Regions from separate parts of the Sus scrofa genome. Here regions 1 and 3 are each linked to region 2. The links are chromatin contacts, called in public HiChIP or PLAC-seq maps. All regions are on one chromosome and are shown on one strand. Each heading gives the region's core, a stretch centred on a gene start, on an enhancer-like site or on the middle of the called end of the contact. The rest is flanking DNA. Distances are from core to core; before and after follow the strand shown. Region 1 overlaps LIMCH1 (LIM and calponin homology domains-containing protein 1). Region 2 overlaps LIMCH1 (LIM and calponin homology domains-containing protein 1). Region 3 overlaps LIMCH1 (LIM and calponin homology domains-containing protein 1).

What was found. HiChIP or PLAC-seq counts read pairs in DNA pulled down with a chosen protein or histone mark.
Region 1: a contact with region 2 is called in an H3K27ac HiChIP or PLAC-seq map of skeletal muscle. The contact joins two enhancer-like sites. A contact is called at or near these places in 1 of 47 Hi-C or Micro-C datasets (embryonic fibroblasts) and 1 of 2 datasets of contacts at active chromatin or transcription factors (skeletal muscle).
Region 3: a contact with region 2 is called in an H3K27ac HiChIP or PLAC-seq map of skeletal muscle, with 5 times the contacts expected there. The contact joins two enhancer-like sites. A contact is called at or near these places in 1 of 47 Hi-C or Micro-C datasets (embryonic fibroblasts) and 1 of 2 datasets of contacts at active chromatin or transcription factors (skeletal muscle).

Annotation. Positions count from the first base shown.
Region 1 is chr8:32,549,884-32,554,203 of Sscrofa11.1, reverse strand. All of the region lies in intron 1 of LIMCH1 (LIM and calponin homology domains-containing protein 1), which reads right to left. Among named protein-coding and RNA genes, the nearest start is that of LIMCH1, 120 kb to the right of the region's middle. Within about 2 kb of position 1,858, at least 4 of the 83 cell types and tissues checked have an H3K27ac peak or open chromatin away from gene starts, as enhancers often do. A contact at or near this core is called in skeletal muscle, where this site is marked.
Region 2 is chr8:32,723,978-32,728,186 of Sscrofa11.1, reverse strand. It overlaps LIMCH1 (LIM and calponin homology domains-containing protein 1), which reads right to left. Exons shown (of 35, transcript XM_021101157.1): 17 at 2,579-2,614. Among named protein-coding and RNA genes, the nearest start is that of PHOX2B, 120 kb to the left of the region's middle. Within about 2 kb of position 1,691, at least 10 of the 83 cell types and tissues checked have an H3K27ac peak or open chromatin away from gene starts, as enhancers often do. A contact at or near this core is called in skeletal muscle, where this site is marked.
Region 3 is chr8:32,485,339-32,489,301 of Sscrofa11.1, reverse strand. All of the region lies in intron 1 of LIMCH1 (LIM and calponin homology domains-containing protein 1), which reads right to left. Among named protein-coding and RNA genes, the nearest start is that of LIMCH1, 54 kb to the right of the region's middle. Within about 2 kb of position 2,346, at least 5 of the 83 cell types and tissues checked have an H3K27ac peak or open chromatin away from gene starts, as enhancers often do. A contact at or near this core is called in skeletal muscle, where this site is marked.

The sequences.
Region 1 (4,320 bases), core at 609-3,108, 170 kb after region 2:
AAAAAAAAAAAAAAAAAAAAAAAAAAAAAGCCTTTCCCAAACCTTTAAAATCAAATCAAATGTAAAAAGTTTACTTTTGGAGTTCCCCAGTGGCTCAGCAGGTTAAGGATCTGGCATTGTCACTGCTGTGGCATGGGTTGCTACCATGGACTGGGTTTGATCCCTGCCCCAGGCACTTTCACATGCTGAGGGTGCAGCCAGAAAACAAACCAACAGTCCAAAGGGGCATCTTAACCACACTGCTCGGGGGGTAACAAGCTGAATAGCAAGACAGACCAGCTGCCATCTTGCTGCTGATTGGCACAGAGAGCTGTTGTTTGCAAAAGGGAGAAAGTGAAGACTAATGCTGTTTGCAACAATCAACAGCTCTATTCTTTCTTTTTTTTAATTGTTAGAACACCTGCCGCCTCAGGCTTTTTAGCCTCATCCATTATGCAACGTGTTGATGGGGATGGGACTGGGCTAAGCCATTGTACACAATGACAAACCTGCGAAAGACAGAGAGACAGACCCAGCATCTCAAAGAACAGGCAGTGATAACCCACACTTCCTCTTCGCCCTCTCGGAATTAAAAAAAAAAAAAAAAAAAAAAAATCCGCTTACACTAAAATGTATTGAATTATCATTTTATGGCATTGAGAGGAGTTAAGAGGCAAAGACAATACTTGTTTTTCACACCATGTGTTTAGGGAGATTAAATTGTTAGTTCATGAAGATTGGCCTTCACATTTACTCTTTGGCCTGCCTAAGACAGGAAATACTTGACAGAAGCATTTCCCAAAGGATGTCTCACTGAATCCTAGTTCCTCAGGATGTGAAGAAATGTGACGTAGAAAAAAAAGGCTCCACAGTCAAGTAAGTTTGGGGAATGCTACGTTTAAAAAATGGCTTGTCTTTTTTCAACTTTGAGTTTCTCAGAGCCAATAATATGCTACGGTGCACTGAGAGCCCCCAGTGGGGGATAAAACTGTGCTTCCTGATCTGTTGTACCAAGACTGCTTTGCAAGAAAATCTCCGGGGAGTGGGACCCATGTTCTGCAGAATGTGTATCAGGAAACTGATTTTCCAGCAAGCTGGTAATGCACAGCCTGGGGGGACCACACAGACCCTCACACAGGCTCTTTGTTCTCTACTGTATCGGATTCCCTGGTACCTTAAAAAATGTGAATAAGTTACCAAAAGTTAAAAGCAGAAGAGCTAGGAGTTCCCTGGTGGCCTAGTGGTTAAAGATCTGGCACGGGCACTAGGGTGGCTTGGGCTGGATCCCTAGTCCGGAAACATTTAAATGCCGCAGGAGCAGCCAAAAAATAAATAAATAAATAAAATCAATAAAACACAAGCAGAAGAGCTAATATTTGAGCAGCAACAATAAAGGTTTTTTTCTTGATTCTCCTGGGAAAAAAGGTGGGGGGGACTCTAAGAGGGCACCCTTTGCCCACAGAGTTGCCCTCTCTGTGCAGAATATTTTAAACTATGAAGGGGGTTTTAACAACGAACCATATAACGTATACAGGTTGTAATGAAGTTAAGGAAAGAAAAATTACGAGTGCACTTGCGTATAGGTGTTCAGAGAAGTGAAATGAAGCGAGAGTGGGCTATTAAAGAGGGAAGGCTTCCCCCAAAGTGAGGGTGAGCTCACCCTGGCAGGAAGAAAGGAAGGATGTGTGCAGCGCTAGAGAACAAAGCACAAGGCTGGAATCAATAAGTCATAAAAATAGATCACAGGCTGCTTCAAAATATAGATGCAAAACACACATGTTTTATTTAACCTTGCGATTTAATTGAGGAACACAGTGGTCGGGAATTTTAACAATCACATAGCTCTGAACCATAGACAGGATCAAATCAAGGCACTTGGCCATTAAATCCAATCTCTAAGAGGATAAACACTAGCTATTTCTTAGTTATATGACTAAGTGATTCCCCAAACAATTCCCATCAAATGCCAGGTGCAAAAGCAATTACGTCAAATTCCTTGCCAGTTCCACAGACCTAGGGTAGCAGGGCCTCCGAGAATCAGTGAACCCGTTCAAAAATAATTCTCAAGCCTCAGAGATCCTATTACTAAGAAGCAGAAATAGATTTTCAAGGGCTCACTTTGAAATATTAAGCATTGTTCCACCCAGATCTTTCCACCATCCTAGAACATTTATTAAAAACCAATTCAAAGTGAGTCAGCATCTAAAATAAAGCTTCACCTTGCCCGAAGTCACGAGGCATGGTGCTTAAACTTCACCATTAGCACAATTCACAAAAACAAAACAGAAAAAAAGGATACAAAAATATTTTCTTACTCAGGAGTTAGATCTAAGATATGATAGGAGCTCAAAACACATTTCTTCATCTGAGTTAAGGTTTCACTGTTGCTCTTCTTTAATTTCTGTTATTTTTGACATCATGACTCTTCCACTATTTCTACTGTCAACTCAAACCCCCACCCCTAGACTTGACTAGTCTTCCATCTTTATTTTCAAAACAATGTCTTATTTTGGAAACACTAACATCCTCAGACACACACACACAAAAAATCACTCTCCAAAATCTCAGGAGCTACCAGAATCTTCTCTAATCTTGGCACCTGTTTTTCTACCTCTAAGCAAAGAATTGCCTCTCTTTCTTTCCGAGCAAGTCCTTCCATTCCAGGCCCTAGTTCCATCCCAGGCCCTTGTTCCCTCCCCTCTGACTTCCCCTCATCCCTCACCAAGCTAGGGGATCCCCAACAACCTCTTTGCATGGGGCAGTCTTTATTCAAAGGTTTCTACGTGTTTGCCCCTGCCCCAAGTTCAAGTACCAGCTTGAATCTGCTATCCCTGTGTGAATTCGCCACACACATCCACACCTCTTTGCATTTGCTCATGCCATTTACGCTCTCTGGAATGCCTTCGCTCCTTATTTAAGTCCAATCCCATGTCCAAATCTCAAGACACAGATACTCTAAGATTTCCCTAAAGTACTCATCAGCCTCTATGTCCCTTAGTAAACCAGGTCTGTCTCCAACTCCCAAAGCACCTGCTTTTTTTTTTTTTTTTCTTTTGTCTTTTTAGGGCCACACAGGCAGTATATGGAAGTTCCCAGAGGTTAAATCAAAGCTACAGCTGCTGGCCTACACCACAGCCACAGCAACATGGGATCCAAGCCGAATCTGCGACCTACACCACAGTTCACGGCACTGCTGGATCCTTGACCCTCTGAGCAAGGTCAAGGATCAAACCCGAGTCCTCAGGGATACTAGTCAGGTTCATTACTGCTGAGCCATGATGGGAACTCCTGAGGCAGGTACTGGATTGGATAAGAAGGAGAGCGTAGTCAACTCCAGATGAGTAGATATGGAGAAGCAGACGGGGATGGATGTGTACTTTAGAAAGGGCACAAGCTAAAGGAATGATCCCTGTGGGCGGAAAAAAAAAAAAAAAAGAGGGCAACGAGATAGGAAAGAGAGGGATGACAACCGACGGAGCAAAGAGTAAATCTTTGAACAGGTGACCGGGTGGAGATCACTGGGCAAGGTCTGGCCTTGGATATGCAGAGAGAGATATTCGTTGCAACAGGAAGGCAAAGTCATGGGTGCAGATGCAACGATAAGTCTGATGGTGAATGGATTCGCAGTTCTCATCAGACTGCTTTTAGACGCCATCTGTTGAGCGTGAGAAAAGGAGAAAAACATAACGAAGGGAGCTAGTGAACTGATATATGGGTAGTGAACACGTGTGGGCTCACACTTGATGGCCCATTCCTGTCTCATCCTTCAAAATCCTGTACACTTTGTAGTTGTTGTCCATGGAATGTGTGCTTAAAGATGAGTCTGATTTCTTTTAGAAACAGAAGATTTTTGGCAAGTTTTTCAAAACTGGCCATGGTATTACTCTGAAAAGGATGTTAAAAATAAAAGAAAGGCTTATCTGGAAGGTGTGTTACCAGCCATGCCTTGGATGTTCTGAAAAATGCCTAGGACTACAAACATGGCCCCAAGCCACATTCAGAGTCACCTTCATTTCTCATTTTGACAAGTACATGGGAGTCATTGATGAGTGGGACATTCCAGAGAAACAACACTTCAGAGACTTGGGAAATCTATCACTGCAAGAGGAGGCAGAAAACAGATCACCATGGTATGGTTTCTGAGTTGCAACCACACTTGTATATTCCAGAGTAATATAAGGGATCCTTTTCCCCCGAAGAAGGAACAATGTCAACAGGTCTCTACCTGTTGGGCATCAGTCACTCAGATGCGGTTGGCTTGATTTCAATTGTTGTGGGGGAGGGAGGAAGGGGAGGGGGCGGGAGTGCGGGTTAAAAATACCAATGTCCAACTACAAAGAA
Region 2 (4,209 bases), core at 442-2,941:
TGGTTAGCATAAAAAGAGAAACTCTCATTTGCCTCCTCAGATACCACCAGCAAAGTGGCCAGAAAAAGAAAGAATAAAACTATGAGCAATCCCTTTATGCTCTGTCAAATAAAGGAACTAAGCAAGTTGGGAAGTGATGATACAAGACAGAAAATGTGCTGAGTCACTATTCAGAAAATGTTCCCTCATTCAGAGGTTGGACTCAGCCTCCAAAAGGAAGTGTATGTCTGGGGACAGGGTGGGGGATCCTGGAGAAGCCTAGATTCCAGAATATTAATGACCTGCCCTAAATTGGTGCTTCTCAGCACAATAAGCCATGTCCTGGGCTGTGGGACAAGGGCCTCTGGCTGCAGGGTCTAGGAGTCTCCCTCCATGGTGGGTTGGCATTTCTGAGGGCCAGGATTAAATTACCTCCTGGGGAGCCTGGAAATTGTTTCTGGACCAAGTCTAGGGTAAGAGAATTCAGACTGAAATGGCCTCTGGCTCTCACAGTGTCCAGGCTCCACGGTGGGGACCCTTGGGAAATGAGGCTCGTGGAAGCAAAAAGAAGGGCAAGAAGGTGAAAATACATCCATGGAAACATTCTTGACTTGCCAGGAGGCGGAAATTTCTGTTTGCCTGTGTGGTAGGTCTGCCCCTGACCTGCATTTTCCTTAAAGGGCACATCTTTTTTTGATTGGGTTGTATTTTAAGAATGTGTCAATTATGAATAAACACAGACTGTGCCAATAATTGCTCTTAAAGGTTTTGAAAAGGGGAGAGACTGGGGGGATTAACAAAACCTATCACACATTTCTATTTAAAACAAACACACTCCTGTCATAAACTCTTCCTTTTGTTTTTCCCACTGGTTTCATGTAAATTGGGTCTATTCCAGGAGGAAATTCAGCCCTTTGGCTATTCCTAGATAAGACCTTTGGGAAAGAAGCTCCTTTTACTCTTCCTGCTCCTTGAGGCTGCTTGTTAAAATAAATGTAGAGGAATCCCCACCCCACCCTTTAAAAAAAACAGTAACTTTGGGTGAGGTTTCATATTCAGGTACAGGCGAAATTCAAAAGCTCTTTTTAGTGTAGCTTCTTTTCTTTCAGCTCTCAGGGTTTTTTTAGAGATCCATATTAGGCAAATTGCTTGGCAGCTCTGCAATGATGAAGAGTAAATCCATTCTATCAAAATGTTTTTGCTAACCAAATCAAAGTAGTGTTTTGCCTATCAATCTTATATAATCCTCCTTTCAGGGAATGTTAAATGCTGCCACTGTAGATTTTAAAAGTAATAACCAGGGCTCAGTTTTATAGACTCCTTAACTCCGTGCAGTCAGTCAAGCTCAGGCTGAATCTGGTTTTGAGACGTGAATGCTCAGCATTGGCCCGCAAAGCAATCATAGATCACACGTTGGAAACTGATAGCCTTGGCCCTAGAGTCAGATTGCTTCGAGCTAAAAGTACAGACTAAGCAGACAACTTGAACACAAACGTGGGAAAAAAGCACAATTCAAAAATAGTAAAGTTGTGGTCTGATCTCACTGTCACTGGAGGAAGTGCTATTTGTCTGGTCTACCCTGACGATGTCTACACTGCTATTTGTCTACACTGCTACTTAGATTCCTCATTTCGTGCCTTGGAACTAAGGCTCAGGCCAGGCAAAGGGGCAGAGGGAATGCTGGGCTTCACTCTTATGCTGGCCCAGATTCTCACAAGGCCAGCTGATACCTCTCCCAGAGGACAGACAGCGGGCTCAGCGGGCCACTGATGTTGGAATGAGACATTAATCATGTTTCTTAAAACACCAGTGACTCCAATCTGAGCAAGCTAGCACTCTGCAGAGAAACCTTCTGCCTCAGATATCAGTTTCAGGATGCTCAGCCAGTGGGAAATCCATTTGTGTAATGGAGTCAATGTGGACCCATATGGGAGAGAGTAGATGCTTCTCAAATTTGGATGTGAGGCCGGGGATGGGACTGCATCTCTGAGAGGAGCAGAGACCAAGGAGAGGCAGCCTGTGTCAGGCTGGACATCTTGACCCCTGGCCATGCCATAGAACTTGAACGAAACCACAGCGTTTTGGTCTCAAGCATCCCACAGTTTATCCTACTACAACCTGGGAGGAACTTGGGCTTCTGAATCTATCATTAGTGGTTTAGGATTTATTTTCTCAGCTTACCAAAAAAAAAATGTGGCTACGGGAAGGACTGCTTCATGGTGAACTCTAAGCCTTCACATGTCAAGAATTCAACGCCAAGTGCAAAATAGCCTTTTAACAATGCCGAAGTTCAGAAGGGCTTCCAACGTTCCAAACCCTAACAAGAACGCCTTTCACATGCCTTGTCTATGAAAAGCAAATGTTAAGTTTTAAGCAGCAGCTGCATATTAGAATCATGCTAAAGTGGCTTTTTCATTCGTCTCTCCTGCACAGAACATATGTTCTGCATTCCAACTTCAAGTGCTTTTCTGAGGCTGCACGAGTCTCTTAGCTCTTCAGTCCCCTGCTGCATTAATTGCATTTCAATTAGTGGTGAGTACTGAAAGCATGCAGTTTAGGCTAGTAATTAATGTATTCTTACTAATACAAGACAACTTACTCTGCGTCATCAGACACAGGAGTTCTCGGTCCGTATCTATAAGACCAAATACAAAGTTAGAGGATTGGCAAGACAGAAGGGTAACACTGCAACCAAGCTGGAAATAAAAACTACAAGTGAAATGTATGTGTGCCCAACCCTTTCCGCTGGTCATGCTGGAAGAGAAGTGTCATTATGCAATTAGCGATATTCATTAATTCTGAAAATGAAACCACAGTCTTGACATGTCTAAAGAATGCAAAAATTGGGAGTAAAACTCAGAGGAGAAATGAAGAGATCCCCATGCTCCCCACAAAGAAAGAATCTGTTCAAAATAAACACAAAAAAGGCTTAGGTGCAACCCACAATGTTTAGAGAAGGCAGCTTAGAAAAAGCCAAATGTATCACGGTCGTTCGCAAATGGTTGAACTGTTCTTTGCCTTTCTGGGCAGAGTAATGGGCTGTAATGGAAACCCAACATTGAAGCACACGCTTACTGACCCTCTTCCTGATGTGTTAATGCATTTGCACAAATAACATCAAAGAGAGTTTCTGCAGTTTTCTGAAAGCAAACCAGAACTCCAACCAGAACCCCAATCAGTGCCTTCCGCATGCATTTGACAAAAACCACAATTCCTAGAAAACTGGCAGCCTTAATCAAAACCAGACTTGGATGATATTCCATAACTTGAAAAAATAAAGTTTTGGTTTTTTTTTTTACAATCTTTTATAGTCTTCTGATTATTGAGATCTACAAAGCTGCACCTTCTTCGATATAGGTGTTTTCAGGTTTTTTTTTGTAGTTACGATCACATTTATTTTGTAATTTTTTGTATTCAACATAGTCCATTTATAATGTTGTGTCAATTTCTGCTGTACAGCAAAGTGACCCAGTCATACATATACATTTTCTTCCCTTATTATCTTCCTCATGTTCTATCACAAGAGATTGGCTAGAGTTCCCTGTGCTCTACAATAGGACCTTTTTTGCATATCCAGGTATTTTCAGTTTTAATGCATCTGATAAAATGAAGAAAAAGGTCAACTTAGAAAAAAAAATTGAACATTACAAGGGCATAGTTTAAGCACACTTAAAAAGAGCAGCTCCCACATATGACTGTTTCCTCAGCAAAGGGGAATTTTAAGAGAAGGTTCTTACCCACAGCGTTAAAGGCTGTTCATTCCCGCATCCTGATGGTGGACGAAGAATTAGTTGAACAAAGAAAAAATGTCTTGCTTGCTTTCAATAAATGACACGTGGGGGTTTTCAGCAAAAATTACCTGATCCCGTGTTCGGTTTCATAACAATTTAATGGGGAAAAGAGCAATGTCTAAAGATCTCTTTCTATAATCTTAGCAAAAACACCCCAGAGCACACGAGTGTGCACACACACGCACCCTTCTCTCTTATGCCTTTATCATTCTACAACAGTCTGCATTCATTCATAATTGTTTTCATTCACAGGGAAGGCAACCACACCAGGGCAAAACCCAAAGTTTCCACTGAAATGGCCAAAAGCAAGACAAGGAAAGTGTTTGTGGATGTTTCTCTTCTGGAAGTAAGACCCATTTTCTGCTTCTCCGGGGGCTAGTTTCAGAAGGTGCTAAAGTTTTACTTAATACACTCAATTTTCCAAAACCACCACCACCAC
Region 3 (3,963 bases), core at 1,097-3,596, 240 kb after region 2:
AAACACATATATTACTATATCACAAATATATTTTTACAACTTATTACAATATAACTGGTTTCCTTTGTTGTACCATGTATCTACCTTATTCCATACATTTAAAACATCTTTCTGAGAGAAGGTCCACAGGCTGCACCAGACAATCAAAGGGGTCCAGAGCACAAAGCTGGTTAAGAGCCCTTGGCTATAAGTAGGTTCCTACAGAGAAGAAAAAAATCAACAGTGGTTTAAAAAAACACTCGTGGTCCAACAAAAAGAGGATAGTAATTCTCTTGAGTTTTGCAATAAGTATGGAAAAATCAGAGAAACTGCTCACTAGTCCAGGGATGGGCTAACTCACACCTACACAAGCTCATGAACCAAGTTTGTAGCAGAAACAGAAGTACATAACTTAACCCCAAAATGTCTGGGGCCCAAATACTTCTCACTGAATCCCAAGGATGAAGGAGGAGGCAGCTGGCAGTGACTGACAGCATCAAGAGGAGGCCTGTCTGGTAGGGGATACAAGGATTTCTCTTTTTCATCACATTTTATTTAAGTGCAGCCAAGCAGAGCTATCACAACCAGGTCGAGACGTAAAGTGGTTTGAGGGCAGATTCTTCAGGGGAAGGCAAAGAGGAACCACTGATAAAAGCAAGAGCAATTGGAACTGTAAGAAATCTTTCTTTCCGGCCACACCAATAGCACAGGCCCTAATGGAAGAGCAGAAGTAAACCGAGATGATGCAAATCTTAATTGAACCAAGAGAAGCTGTAGTGAGAATGCTAAGGCTGAGTTAACCAAGACAGGAGAGCTGAATCAAATGCTGTGTCAGATGCTATCTACAGGCCCTGGGATCATAAACACGGCCTCCCAAGGAAGTCTAAGGTATCAACTGGGCCTTGAATCACCACCTCCCTTCTTTCTGGAAGGCAATACAGTCAAAATGCATTCACCTTTGGGCTATTCTGCTTAAATCAGCCCTGTCTTTTTTTTCCCTGTGCTTTCATTCAGAATTTGATTTTTTTTTTTCTGGTTTACATAAAAGGATTTTGGTAGCCTAAGATATAAAGCCCTTCCATAGCTCCATTTTCAGCAATTCCTAACACAATACTCTTTCTTAGCTATTCTAAAGCAGATTAAAGAGACACCATCATGATTTTTTTTCCTCTTTCATTTTTAAGGAATTTAAATCAAAGCAACTGCACTGGAGGAAAGGCTTTAATTAAAAGGACCAGAACTTCCAGTTAAAGAATAAGTCACAGGGATGTAATGCAGAGCATAAGGAATATAGTAACAGTATTGTGATAACTTTGTGTGGTGACAGATGGTAACTAGACTTAGTGGTAATCATTTTGTAATGTATAAAAAATACCGAATCACTATACTGCACATCTGAAACGAATGTAATATTGTAAGTCAACTCTACGTCAATTTTTGAAAAAGAGGAAATGAGTTTCCATCCTGGCTCAGCAGAAATGAATCTAACTAGGAGCCATGAGAACAGGTTCGATCCCTGGCCTCACTCAACGGGTTAAAGATTTGGCACTGCCCTGAGCTGTGGTGTAGGTCACAGATGCAGTTCAGATCTGGCGTTGCTGTGGCTGTGGCATAGGCCAGCGGCTACAGCTCTGATTCGACCCCTAACCTGGGAACCCCTGCATGCCATGGGTGAGGCCCTAAAAAGACAAAAATTAAAAATAACAAAAAGAGGGAAAAAGTAAGTAAAATCCAGGATAAACCCCTGTTGAATTTTAGCATAAACAGTTGCACACAACTTTATAATGTTTAGACTAATAAAAAGCACAGTACCACAGAAGAGGGAATCAAGTTGGCTATTACTCCCCTCAATCAACTCGTAACAAGAAAACTAACTTAACATTAGCCCTTCTGATCGGAATGAGTAAACAGGGCAATTTTCACATTGTTTCAAATTACACTGCAGCTGTAAAACCTGGCAACATTATTGAAGGAAAAGAGCCAAGAATGGACTTCTAAAGGATTACTACAGTGGTACTGTATTATGACATAATTTATAGGAACCGCCCATCGGTTAATTTCAACACAATTTCTGAACAAAAACTCAACCAATTTATAGCTATCGAATCTTTACCCTTCCTCATTTAGGTATAAATGACAGCTTTTTAGTGACAGCAAGGAGACCTAAATTGTTTATAAAGATTAATCAAATCAGTCAATATTTACCCGTTCCCCGTTTATTACTCATTATCCCTGGATACATTTTCTGACTCACCTAAATTGTGTATTGTTCAAATCTGAAATGTCATAATGGAAATAGTCTACTAGTAGCATCAATCCCCTTGACGTTCTAGGCCCAGAGGAGCCCCAAGGAAGGTTGTTTGCTGAATATTTCCTAATGCACTGATTCAAAATTCAAGCCGTGGATTTCAGATGCTCATGAGTAATAATGAATCAAATGTCATTGCTTACTAACAATGTTTGCTTTTTTTTAAATTTGGCATGAAAAATAAGCCAAGGCCTGGCATCACTACAAGATTAAGAAGTCATATCACAGGATTGCAAGGCAAGTTTCCAAGGTTAAGCAATTAAAAAAAAAAGAAAAGTTCCCCAATTGAAGTAAGCACACTCTCCCATACTGACCTACACAACCCATGCTGACCAAGACGGAGCTAGTAAATGCCATAAAACACTTTTAATCAGGATACAGATGCAGACAAATTATTCTGGGCCATTGGTTCCTGCAGCTAAAGTGAAAATCCTTAATTCGAAGACCAATTTGCTGATCATTCTTGGAATTTATCAGAGAAACATCAGGACCAATTTAAGTGCTAGAAGATTCCATAGCAATAATTGTTGGCCCAACAATTGTTCCATCTTGGAAGCTTACCTTCAGTGCAGTCCAAGTGAACTCCCAAAAGTTCAAACCATCACAGATGTTTAAGAAAGGCCTAAACAAAGTGAAGATGCTATTTCAGGCAAAAGCAACATCTATTGACTCGACTATTCTTTTTGATTCCATAGATTCACACAAGAAACAACCCTATTTAGTTTTTATTTCTTATCCATTCCCTACTTTTGCTCAGAGCAAATAGATACTACATAGTTAGCAACAGGAGAAAAAATGGAAAAGCCAACAATTTTAATGTGAGAATGTGCCTATTTTGAGAGTCAGCAGGAAGTACTGGCTGTGAGAAATTTGACAAGAAATTTGGACAAGTTTCTTGACTAGTCGGAGTCTCGGTTTCCTCATTTCTGAAATGGGATAGTAATAGGTGTCGTTAGCCTGTGATAAGTACAAAACCGCACACAGCAGTTGTGTTATACTTGCATGAAGTTAGAGAAATCCAGCTACACAGATTCCACAGGGAGTTTCTACGAGGATATCTTAGGATGAGCCTTTTACTGCACTGAGTGGGATGCTAGCATTAAAAGGTATCCCCTTTTCAATATAATTGGCCCCTTGGTGCAAATCACCTATTAATTCATGCAACACATGTATACTGATCACTCTTCCTGGCCTTGGGATACAGCAGGGAAGGAAAGCAACAAAATCCTTGGAGGTAACATTCTAAAGCTCAACTACTGGGAGCTTGGGGTTAAGAGATGCAAACTATTGCCTTTGGAATGGATTAGCAATGAGATCGTGCTGTGTAGCATTGGGAACTATATCTAATCACTTATGATGGAGCGTGATAATGGGAGAAAAAAGAATGTATACATGTATGTGTAACTGGGTCACCATGCTGTACAGTAGAAAAAAATCATATTGGGGAAATAACAATAAAAAAATTTTTTTCATAAAAAAAAAAATAAAGCGAACTGAGGAAGAGTGGCCATTAAGGTATTTCAAGGATAATTTTCATATACACATTTTCACCTTATCTACAGACTTAAAGTTTAAAACCTGATCCTGGGAGTTCCCGTCGTGGCGCAGTGGTTAACGAATCCGACTAGGAACCATGAGGTTGCGGGTTCGGTCCCTGCCCTTGCTCAGTGGGTTAA